2 separate regions of the Aedes aegypti genome follow, and region 1 is linked to region 2. Evidence: chromatin contacts called from public Hi-C data. All regions are on one chromosome and are shown on one strand. The core of a region is the stretch at or near the end of the contact, and the rest is flanking DNA. Distances in the headings are between cores, read along the strand shown. Region 1 holds the start of LOC5577524 (acyl-CoA Delta(11) desaturase). Region 2 has its middle 36 kb from the start of LOC5577524.

Region 1 (5,174 bases), core at 551-3,050, 35 kb before region 2:
ATCTTAAAAAATGTTGTAATTTAACCACTGTCAAATTTCCGTATAATATTATCAAAATTTGTATCTAGTTTCGTCAAATTTTGCATCTAATACGTTATCCGAACTAAGTATATTAAATGTTTCATCTCATAACTATGAAACACGTGTCCTGCTCATTATAAACCACTCAAATCTAAAAACTTGAATTCCCCTTTAGCTTGACGTTGTGTGCAAACCGGAGTTCCCCTGCCGTCGCTCCCAGTTCCCCCTAAATGGCATCTTCTGCAGGTATCCGTCCTGCCATTTTGGTGTGCAGCGAGTGCAAAATTTTAATAACCCTGGTTCGCCGTCGCCGAAAAATGGCCATCCAGTCAGTCAGACAGTCAGCCAGCCAGCCAGCTAGCCATCCAACCGTAAGTTCTCCCGCAATGTTCGCTGGTAGTGGTGAGAAACGGCCATTCAGCCGTGTTCGATCCCACTTTATTTATATGTATTTAGCGTATAACCGTTTTGCAAATTTTTCGTTTCAGAACGATTTTTTTTCGGTTTCATTCATCACTGACAGCCCTAATACCACTGAAACACGACATCTTCAGACTGAAGTTGTTCGGTAATGGCAATCTGGGTATGTTTTACGTAACTTAGTACAATTGCTAGCCGAATTATTTTTGCCTAAAGCACGCACGCAACAGTCGAAAACCGTCGAGACTCCATAGATAAGGGATGGAGGAGAATTAGAAACCACCCATTCATGGTCCCATTTTTTATAAGCACCTGGCTAATTGGTAGGTACTTGCCGCATAGGCAGTCACGTACACCGCTGGTTCTCTCGTGACATTGAAGCACTCACCTTTCTTCAAAAATATGGGTTCAACTGGAACAAACTGCTCGATCGATCTGTCTGCTCCGAAACTTCTTCTTTCGCCAAATCTGAGTGCAGGTAATTCACACTTGTGCCAACTCTTCACCGAATTCTCACCTCGGCAACAAGATTCGAAATCTGCAAACTATTCTTCTTGTTCTTCTTAGTAATCACTTCTTCGACACGATTGCACTTCTCCGCCTTCCGAGACTCACTGAATGGTGCGGGGAAGTTACTCCCGGTGTATGGGGTATGTTTAGCGACAATCCGACAGGAATAGGTTACAAACCATTCCGGGACAAGCTCTCGATTCGTACTGATCCGTTAGAATGGGGCGCTATTGTGCTTTATAACAACTCGCTGTATGCGCGAGAAAAAAACAAGAGTTGCTCTCTTACTCACGCTCGTACGATTTGACCATCCGTTCGGTAGCCGTACTAGATTTGCGAGAGATTAGTAGAACCCTCCGCACACCGGCCGATTCTGAAGCGCGAGAAACCCATCCCGATTTCACCCAGCACTACTGATAATGCACTTCTTCGCCGCCACCCCGCACTGATAACACTAAGGATGACGTTGTCTCTCACTTTTCATGCGAGCGGATCGAACAACGTGATAAGGAGTCAACCCGAAGAAGAGGAGGGCTTCTCCGGTGCTGCGCGAATCTTAATGACCCGTGACCCTAAACAGCACTCACCTTCTTTTCCAGACGTTCCAGCAGCCTGAACGGATGGTGATGGCAACGTGTTTCCTATCCTCGCTCGTCACGTACTCGAACAGCGGACACGATGCTGCACTGCTGAAAGGTCGGAGGACGTCGATGGAGAACACTCGACGGCTACTGAGGCCGTTTCAAAGGGAAGATAATGCCCGTCCGTCCTAGTTAGAGGGCGCGTCCCGTGACGATGGTAATGCTGCTAAGCTGCCGGCTGCCTACTAGTGACTGATCGGCGGCAGTTGGAAATTTGCAACTTTTCCCTCTATGCACTGGTGCTACTCGGTCGGAGATGCTTCATTGCCTCAGGAGAAGCTAACTCGCTCGTACGATATGTGTTCCTTTCTCCGAATTCGCGAATACGGCGAACGGGTTGTTTGAGTAGTTTTTGTGTTTGTATTGGATATCGTTGGGAAGTATCGTTATTTCTATCAATTTGCTTCTGTATGAGTCAAAGTATTGTGCATTTGTGTGATAAATTCTTGCGCCGACAATCTTGGAAATCGTTGAAAACGCTTTTAGATCGTTGGAACAGCCTATATAGGGTTCATTCACATATTTCATAACGCTTAAGGGGGTGGGTGGGTGTCTGTGAAATATTTCAGCTCATACATAATTCGTAGAATATTAATGCAAAATGCGTTACCAATACACCATACATACAAAAGTAATGCAGCATACTCATACAAAATCTACCCACAGTTTGTATAGCAACATTTCATAAAAATAATAAGGTACAGTGGGTGAGGTGTTCCAGTGCGGTAAGAGGATTATTTGTCCATATTTAGTATAAATAAAATAAAAATAGTATTCTGTGAAATTTTCAACTTTTTAGGTGGTGATTTAAAGGTGGCCCAAAGACATTGTAGGTTTACATGGAAATTACTATGGAGAAATTTTGAGATATGTTCCAAACACGCTAGTACTGTAATGTAAGTACTAACATGTGATCCCATAGTAAAAACTCATTCTTTAAAACATAATAAAGAAATTTGCTGAAGAGGGAAATTCAATCCGACGGATAGCAGAAAAGATATTCATGAGTTTGTTATTTGTTTGTTAGTTTATTGGTTATAGCCCTGTAAACATGCACACAAATCCCAAGCAAAATTAGCTCAGAGGGTATTTGTTTCTGCAGCAACATCCTTCATAAAGGTTTGAAGAATGAGTTTTCAATATGGGATGATAAGTTTCTACTTACATTACAGTACTAGCGTGTGTGGAATATTGCTCTAAATTTCTCCATAGTAATTTCCATATAAACCTACATTGTCTTTCAGCCACCTTTAAATCGCCTCCTAAAAATCTGAAAATTTTACAGAACACCATTTTTATGGTAAGGAGCATATGGGAGATTGGATTTTAAAACATTTTTAAAATTTGGATCACCCTAGTGGATACAGACATTTTATATAATTGAAACATTTGGCTTGAATGCCTGCCCTCAATTTGATTTATGAAAGTTAAATTTTTATCTAGCATGAGTTCTATATACTTAACTTCATTAAATTCCGTCTCAAACAACAACAACAATTTAACTTCATCTGACCAATTTATTGGAGCTCCTCATCGTGACAACATGTCTACTTGAAGGTTTTAAAAAAAAGCTTTTGTTAAATGTAAGAATATTATTAGTTGAGTTTTGCTCGCATTAGAATTTTTTTTTTGCAAGTATGAAAATAAAAATATCCAAACTTTTTTGCAATCTACACAGGTGACACACAGGCTTCGTCCTTTGGCAAAGAGCCCTATGTCATCCGTAAACAAAGATTTTTACATCCCTGAGGTATGACAGGTAAGTTAGATGTGAAAATATTGTATAATATTGGCCCTAGAATGCTGCCTTGAGGAACACCAGCTCTTACAGGAAATCTTTCAGACTTGGAGTTCTGATAATTAACTTGAAATGTATAATTTGATAGATGACTTTGAATCATTCTAACAATGTATGTTGGAAAATTGAGTTTTTTTTTTTAAATTTTACAATCAAGCCTTCATGTCAAACACTGTCGAATGCTTTTTCTATGTCTAGAAGAGCCAGACCAGTAGAATAGCTTTCAGATTTGTTGGAGCAAATCAATTTTGTTACACGTAAAAGTTGGTGAGTGGTCGTATGTCCATGTCGGAATCCGAACTGTTCATTGGAAAAAAAAATGAATTTACGTTGATTTGGACCATCATTCTGTTCAATTATGTCAACTGAAAACATTTGTTAAATATATCAACCAAGAACGATAAGCTACTTTCTGGAAGCTTCTTGATGAGGATGTAGAAAATTTGATCATCTCCAGGGGCTTTCATATTTTTGAATTTTTGAATAATAGTTCTCACTGCTTCCAAATCAGTCTCCCAGGATTTTTCAAAAACGTTCTCTTGATTGAGAATGCCTTCAAAGTCTTGAGTAACTTGATTTTCAAGTGGACTAGTGAGTCCTAAACTGAAATTATGCGTGCTTTCAAACTGCATAGCAAGTTTTTGAGGTTTTTCGCAATTAGTTAGTAATAATTTGTTTCCTCTTTCAATGCCCAAATTGGACTCTAATGTTTTTTAAATTTGTTTGATAATTTCCAGTAGGGCTGAGAGCCAGGGTCCAATTGAGAAATTACATGGAGTACCGTGTACCTTTTAATTCCGCTCCTAAATGCTTATCTTTGACAGATACGCGTATTTCGACTACCACTTGCAGTCTTCTTCAGTGTCAATTACTCGTATCCACTGAAGAAATCGTCGCATCTCTCTACCTTAAATACTAACACCAGATAAGTACCTACACAATCAAACTACCTAGGAAAAAATTCGACAGGAGTATACCTGTCATGTCTTGGTCAGAATTGAAAAGGGGGGATAATAATAATAATAATAATAATCGACGCATCAGTTCTCAGCACGCTCGTTCAGATCTACTCAAAAGTGAGGAGATTTCGACTCACTTCGGAACAAATTGGAACTGCTCAAAAGTGAGTAACACCATCGTTACTCACTTTAGAGTAACATTGTCAAATGTCAATATGGGAGTAACACTTACTCACTTCGTTTAATCTGAAATTTGCGAAAGTGACTAGATGTCACTCACTTCAGGAAATAATATTTTTGGAAATAATTGTATTATGTTGTTCATAAAATCAGAAGAAATATTCAAAAAGCATAACATTTATTCATGATCTCTTACATAACTATATGAATAATACATGTATGACAAGTAAAAAAAATGATATTTGTGTTGAAATTTTCGCTGCTCTGGAATGGATCCCCGGATGTTATAAATCTCTGGGGGATTGATGAAAATCATGGAGGATGTAGTTTGACCGAGCCAGTAGCCTTCCCAGTTAGACTGTAAAGAACTGATAATTAGTCCAATAAAAAGTGCGACGGTAAAACTTACTGTTTATATTTTTTTTCTTGCGATTGTTCGATCAAAACCAGAACTTGGTCATTTTCACTCCGACCTCGCTTCACTTGATATCAGGATTATTGACTTCGCAGCACTAATCTGAAATTCGCCAATTCGACTTCCGAAGCGAAGTTTTAAGCAAACTAACTGTCATTGCTCTGCCGGCTAGGCTTTTGTCTTGATTGTTTTTGAAAACAGTCCGATATCACCGTCGGAAGAAATTTCAC
Region 2 (4,841 bases), core at 315-2,814:
GATTCGGGCCATGAATTTTATAGGGAACGGTATATTCAATATGATCGAATATAGTTTAAAAGGCTGGTCAATGCTACCCCTAATCAACAAAATAAAAATCGCCTTAAACTGTATTTATATTATGCTTAACATTTTGCAACATTTGCGTTTTAAATATGTTTTTTAAATATTTGTCAAAAAAACTCAATTTTTCCTTCGATTACGTACGGTCTTAAAAAATGTCTGATTTTCATTTCTAGGTACAGAATTTATCATTAAGCTCTCCCGGGAGCCTGATCGCATTGTGAATTGTACACATCGAAAAACTATTATTGAATAAAATATGTAGACAAACGTAACAGACACCATTTATTCATTTCAATAAAAAAAGAAAAATAAACAAAACAACAAAAAGAACCATCCATGGATAAGTCGATGCTCCAATAAAAAAGAGCGAATTGTTGGGATAACTAACATAATTCTCGCGTAATTTTTCAAAAGGAGCATTACCGTAGAACTGTAATGAAAATTGATGAAAGTGGGAAAGAGTTCCACAAATGTCGTGTTAGTGTTTTATTACTATTAATGGATCATTGAAAGTAGTTTTTGTCAGTGCTCACCGCATCAAAACAGAGGCGCCACTGTATACGGGATTTAACATAGTGACAGCATTGCTGTTCTGTCAAACACACAAGGCTACGGTGGCGCTATATATGCTTTCCATTGCGGCCGTTTTGGTTATTTTAATGATCCATTATAACTTCGTTGTGGCCTTTTTCTTCTTTATTTGAATTTAGCGATTTTGTTAAGATTTCAAAGAACTTCTCCGTGTGAAAGCATAACGTTATTTAACATATATACAATTTATATACACTACCCACCATAAGTATGCAATCGCGTATTGCAACACTGAATATTGCAGCACCTTGAAAAGTTTAGCATCACTTAGAATAAATATTATCACGTGATACTGAAGTGCTAGATCAATGTATTTTTGAGGCCATCTTAAAAAATACGTCTTCGAGCCCCTGCGATTTTTTTTTTATTTCTGTTGAAAAAACTTTTATCACTGGATTTTAAGTTATGCTAAACGTAAAAGTGCTGCAATACTCAGTATTGCAACGATTCCATACTTATGGTGGGTAGTGTATTATGTTTTCAAATGTAAATTTTACTAATAGATAGACTCTGACACGTCGTTACCAGCTATACAGAGTCGGGGTTTTATCGAACAACATACTATGTGATTTTCTGTCATAATTCTTTATAAAATCCTGGGAGGAATTATTGGAAAAATCCAGGATCAATACCAGGACTAGTAGGAATTGCCTGAGTGAGAGTTCTTGAAAAAATGATTTTAAAAAATCCTTGGAATTTCATCATTATTCCCAACAGAGAGCAACGTGTACATTGCGAACAAGTTACGCACAATCTTCATCATACCGGCAAACATCCGAGCATAACATGCTTTGCCGCTAGGTTGAAAACAACGCGCCACATCAACGCGCTTGTGCATGGTTGGTTAGTGCAGGAGAGCAAGCGAGATTAAACATTACACAAGCCTACATTCGAGCGAAAGAGATGACTATTGGTCGCTTTCTGATCGGCTGTTGTTTGATTTTATTACGATCACCATCCTGCTGGGACTGCACTAATGCGATTTCTCTTCCACGTTATATTTCTTTCTCTCAGTTCGAAGTCGGAGAGCGTCGTGCGAAAATAACGCACGTGCTCGAGTGTGTGCGAATATTCGCTCAAATTTCCAAAACATCACGCCACCTTGAAATGTAACTGTAATTTCTCCGCTTTTCCTTTTTTTGCGTTGCTTATTCTCCATATTTGTAAATGTTCTGTAAAATTTCGAATGCCGAAAAGCTTTGCTCACACAAGTTCGCTCTTTCTCTGTGGCTCTCTTCGATTAGTGCTAAGGAAGTTGTAGCAGCTGATGAAACGATTAATTTCACGTGAAAGCCACAATATCAGTCGTTGTTTCTGACCTTGGCATTGCGGAGAAGGCTCAGACTTCATCACGGTTCAGGAAGTGATTGATGGACTTTCTTCTATTACTATCACTGTAGATTCTGGTTCGTGTAGCTGACCGCTACTACCAATACGGCTGTGACCGGGTCACCATCATCAGTTGTATTAATCAATGATAATTTTCCACTATTATTGTGATTAAATGACGTCACCATAATAGATAGATTAGTTCAGGGAACATTCCATCGTTGTGTTTTGAGAAGAGAAGTGATTGCATCCAGACGTCATGTGTGAATCACAGTGCACTAACGTGTCGCGTGGCTTTTTTGGATTCGATTTCATTATTGCGTTGATGCTTGAGAGCTATTGCATCAGTGCAATTGTAGCAACTGCGTGACGATCCAAGTTTGAGAGTTTGTACTTTGTTCTGCTGAGGCGATGTTCTTACTTAAGATTGTTTGTATTGCCTAGTATAAGTATATTTCCGGCAGACTCAGAATTCTCGTTAGCAGCTGTAATAGGAGGTTGCATTCAGTAGTTCAAAACCTCAGTGAAACAATAAAAATTTCTTATTTTTTGCTTTATATATTTACAACTCCCATAGGGATCATGCACAAATTATGTTACGTTCCAAAGAGGTGGTCAGGCCAAGCGTAATATGCCACAGAAAATCGCGATGGAGGGGAGTGCAATTTGCAATTGCAATTTACCGTGACATAATTTTTGTGCCACCCCTTTATTCTTTTTCGGACTTAAGCAAAAGCTCGCGTTTGTCGACTGATAAAAAGCTTTCATTTGGGTTTATCTTATAAGAAAAGCGTTCAATGTGCTTGTGTCGGCTGATACAAAGCATGTATGTTGCATGCAATATTGGAGACTCATATGTATCCAATGTTCATTCTATCATAAAACTTTTTCAAAATCATACATACACCCAAACAGATTTCTATATAATGTCTGAGATGTACTCAGAAATATTTCATGTTATTACTCATTTGCTGTAAGTTGTTTGACCATAATGAAAAATGAGTCAAAGAATATAAACCGTCACACGCTATGTCCGAAGCAGACGATTATAAAAATCGAATGTACATCGGATTTTTTCTCACTAGAGTATAGTAGGTATTTGTGTTGTATTTTAATGGTCGGAAAGTTTTAAAATATTCCATTGGTGAAATTTTTGATTTTTTCCACTTTTCAGCCATTTTCATACTAAATCCCATGAAAATCACTTTTTCGACGCATTTCAGCCCATACAAAATGTATGGGAAAAATTTCACCAATAGAATATTTTAAAACCTTCCGATTATGAAAATATAGATCAAATACCGTTTTGATTCATATTACGGACAGCTTTTAATTCCGGACACTCTCCTTTGTATGGGGAACATTTCACACGAAATGTTTCAACTTTTGCCGTTCAAAAGTTTGCATTTTCGAAGCTTGTTTTAATAAGCATTTTTCATAAATATCCATGAAAATTTACAATGCCCAACTGCCTTAGACGTATGTTTAGTGGTTTGTCGATTTCAATCGATCATTTGACTTCTCTATTTATGATTTTCATGAGCTGTCCGGAATTGGAATCAAAGTGTCCGGAAATCAAGGCAAAAGTAATGAAGCGTCCGAAATAAGAATCATGGGAAGTCCACACATTTTTATTTATTTAAAATTATTCATGTTGCGGGATCAAAATCTTCACCCACTATTCGAAAGCTAAGGGTTTTCAAGGCTCGATGACGCGGAGGAATCCTACAAACTGATTTATTTTATATGCGTTTCGATGAGTAACACTCCACTGAGGCCTTAAGTGTCCGTAATATGAATCAAAACGGTACTGATCTCTAGCGAGAAAAAATCCGATGTACATTCGATTTTTATAATCGTCTGGTTCAGATATAGCGTGCGTCAATTACTCAGTAAATCCATCTCAGATTCTGAGTAGGAATACTTGGCCTAATCTTTTCGACAGTTTTTGCGGATTTTTGAAGGAAGAATTCATGTGAGCTACCAAGTGGACTAATTTGCAAGTGCGATCTGATATGGACCTCTAAAGGTTTCTGCCAAGGAAAATGCCAGCTGATTCATTCATTTAAAATAAATCTATCCAGGAATTCGAAGAATTTGTTAAGGAATCATTTAAATGAAAAGTTTCACAAATCTTCTAAGGATCTTAGTATTTTGCTTTATTTTTCTCTAGATATTTTTCCTATGATTCTTCAAGGAGTTTCTTCAATAATCATTCCAAGAATTATTCTATAAATCGTTCTTGGGAGTACCTAAAATTTCTCCATCAGGTCGTCAACACTATCCTAAGGTGAATTATCTTGATCTAAGAACGCTTCCAGAAGTTCATGCATCAATTCATCCAAAAATTTCTCTCAAGACTACTTTTATAACTCATTTTTTGAATTTTGAAGAAAAGAAAAAAACAGTTGCTTCGTGTATTGTCCCGGGAACTCTAGCATAGAACATACTGGGAAACTTTATAGGTATTTCTACAAGTATTCGTCTAGGATGGCACTTTGAGGAATAATTCTACATATTCTTTAAAGAATTCCTTCGTACAAGTTTCCTTTTGAATTCATTCACGAATCATGCACAGAATTTCTATCAAGTAATATTATATTTTAACATCGCTAGCGCATGACAGCTCATCATAGTAGCATGTCCGAAAGAACTTGAAACTATTGAGAACCAGAGCTACAGGTCCAAAGCCCTGATAAAGGTGGATGGTTGTGATGGCTATGACCGTGTTCATCATGTAAAGAACAAGCGGACAATGCTGTATCGTGTCAGCATCGAGGAGGCAGCCCTTCTAACAATGTAGGTAGCGCAACCCTGGTTAGGTGGCCTATCGAGGACTCTTCACCAACCAAGAA

Evidence for each region. A called contact is a pair of places that touch in the nucleus more often than the background predicts.
Region 1: a Hi-C map of whole pupa shows a contact between it and region 2, with 4 times the contacts expected there. The contact joins the promoter of LOC5577524 here to the enhancer-like site in region 2. A contact is called at or near these places in 2 of 2 Hi-C or Micro-C datasets (whole body and whole pupa).

The regions. Positions count from the first base shown.
Region 1 is chr1:189,769,335-189,774,508 of AaegL5.0, reverse strand. It overlaps LOC5577524 (acyl-CoA Delta(11) desaturase), which reads right to left and starts at 1,800. Exons shown (of 5, transcript XM_001656495.2): 1 at 1,539-1,800.
Region 2 is chr1:189,734,659-189,739,499 of AaegL5.0, reverse strand. No RefSeq gene overlaps it. Among protein-coding and RNA genes, the nearest start is that of LOC5577524, 36 kb to the left of the region's middle. Within about 2 kb of position 1,564, at least 3 of the 3 cell types and tissues checked have open chromatin away from gene starts, as enhancers often do.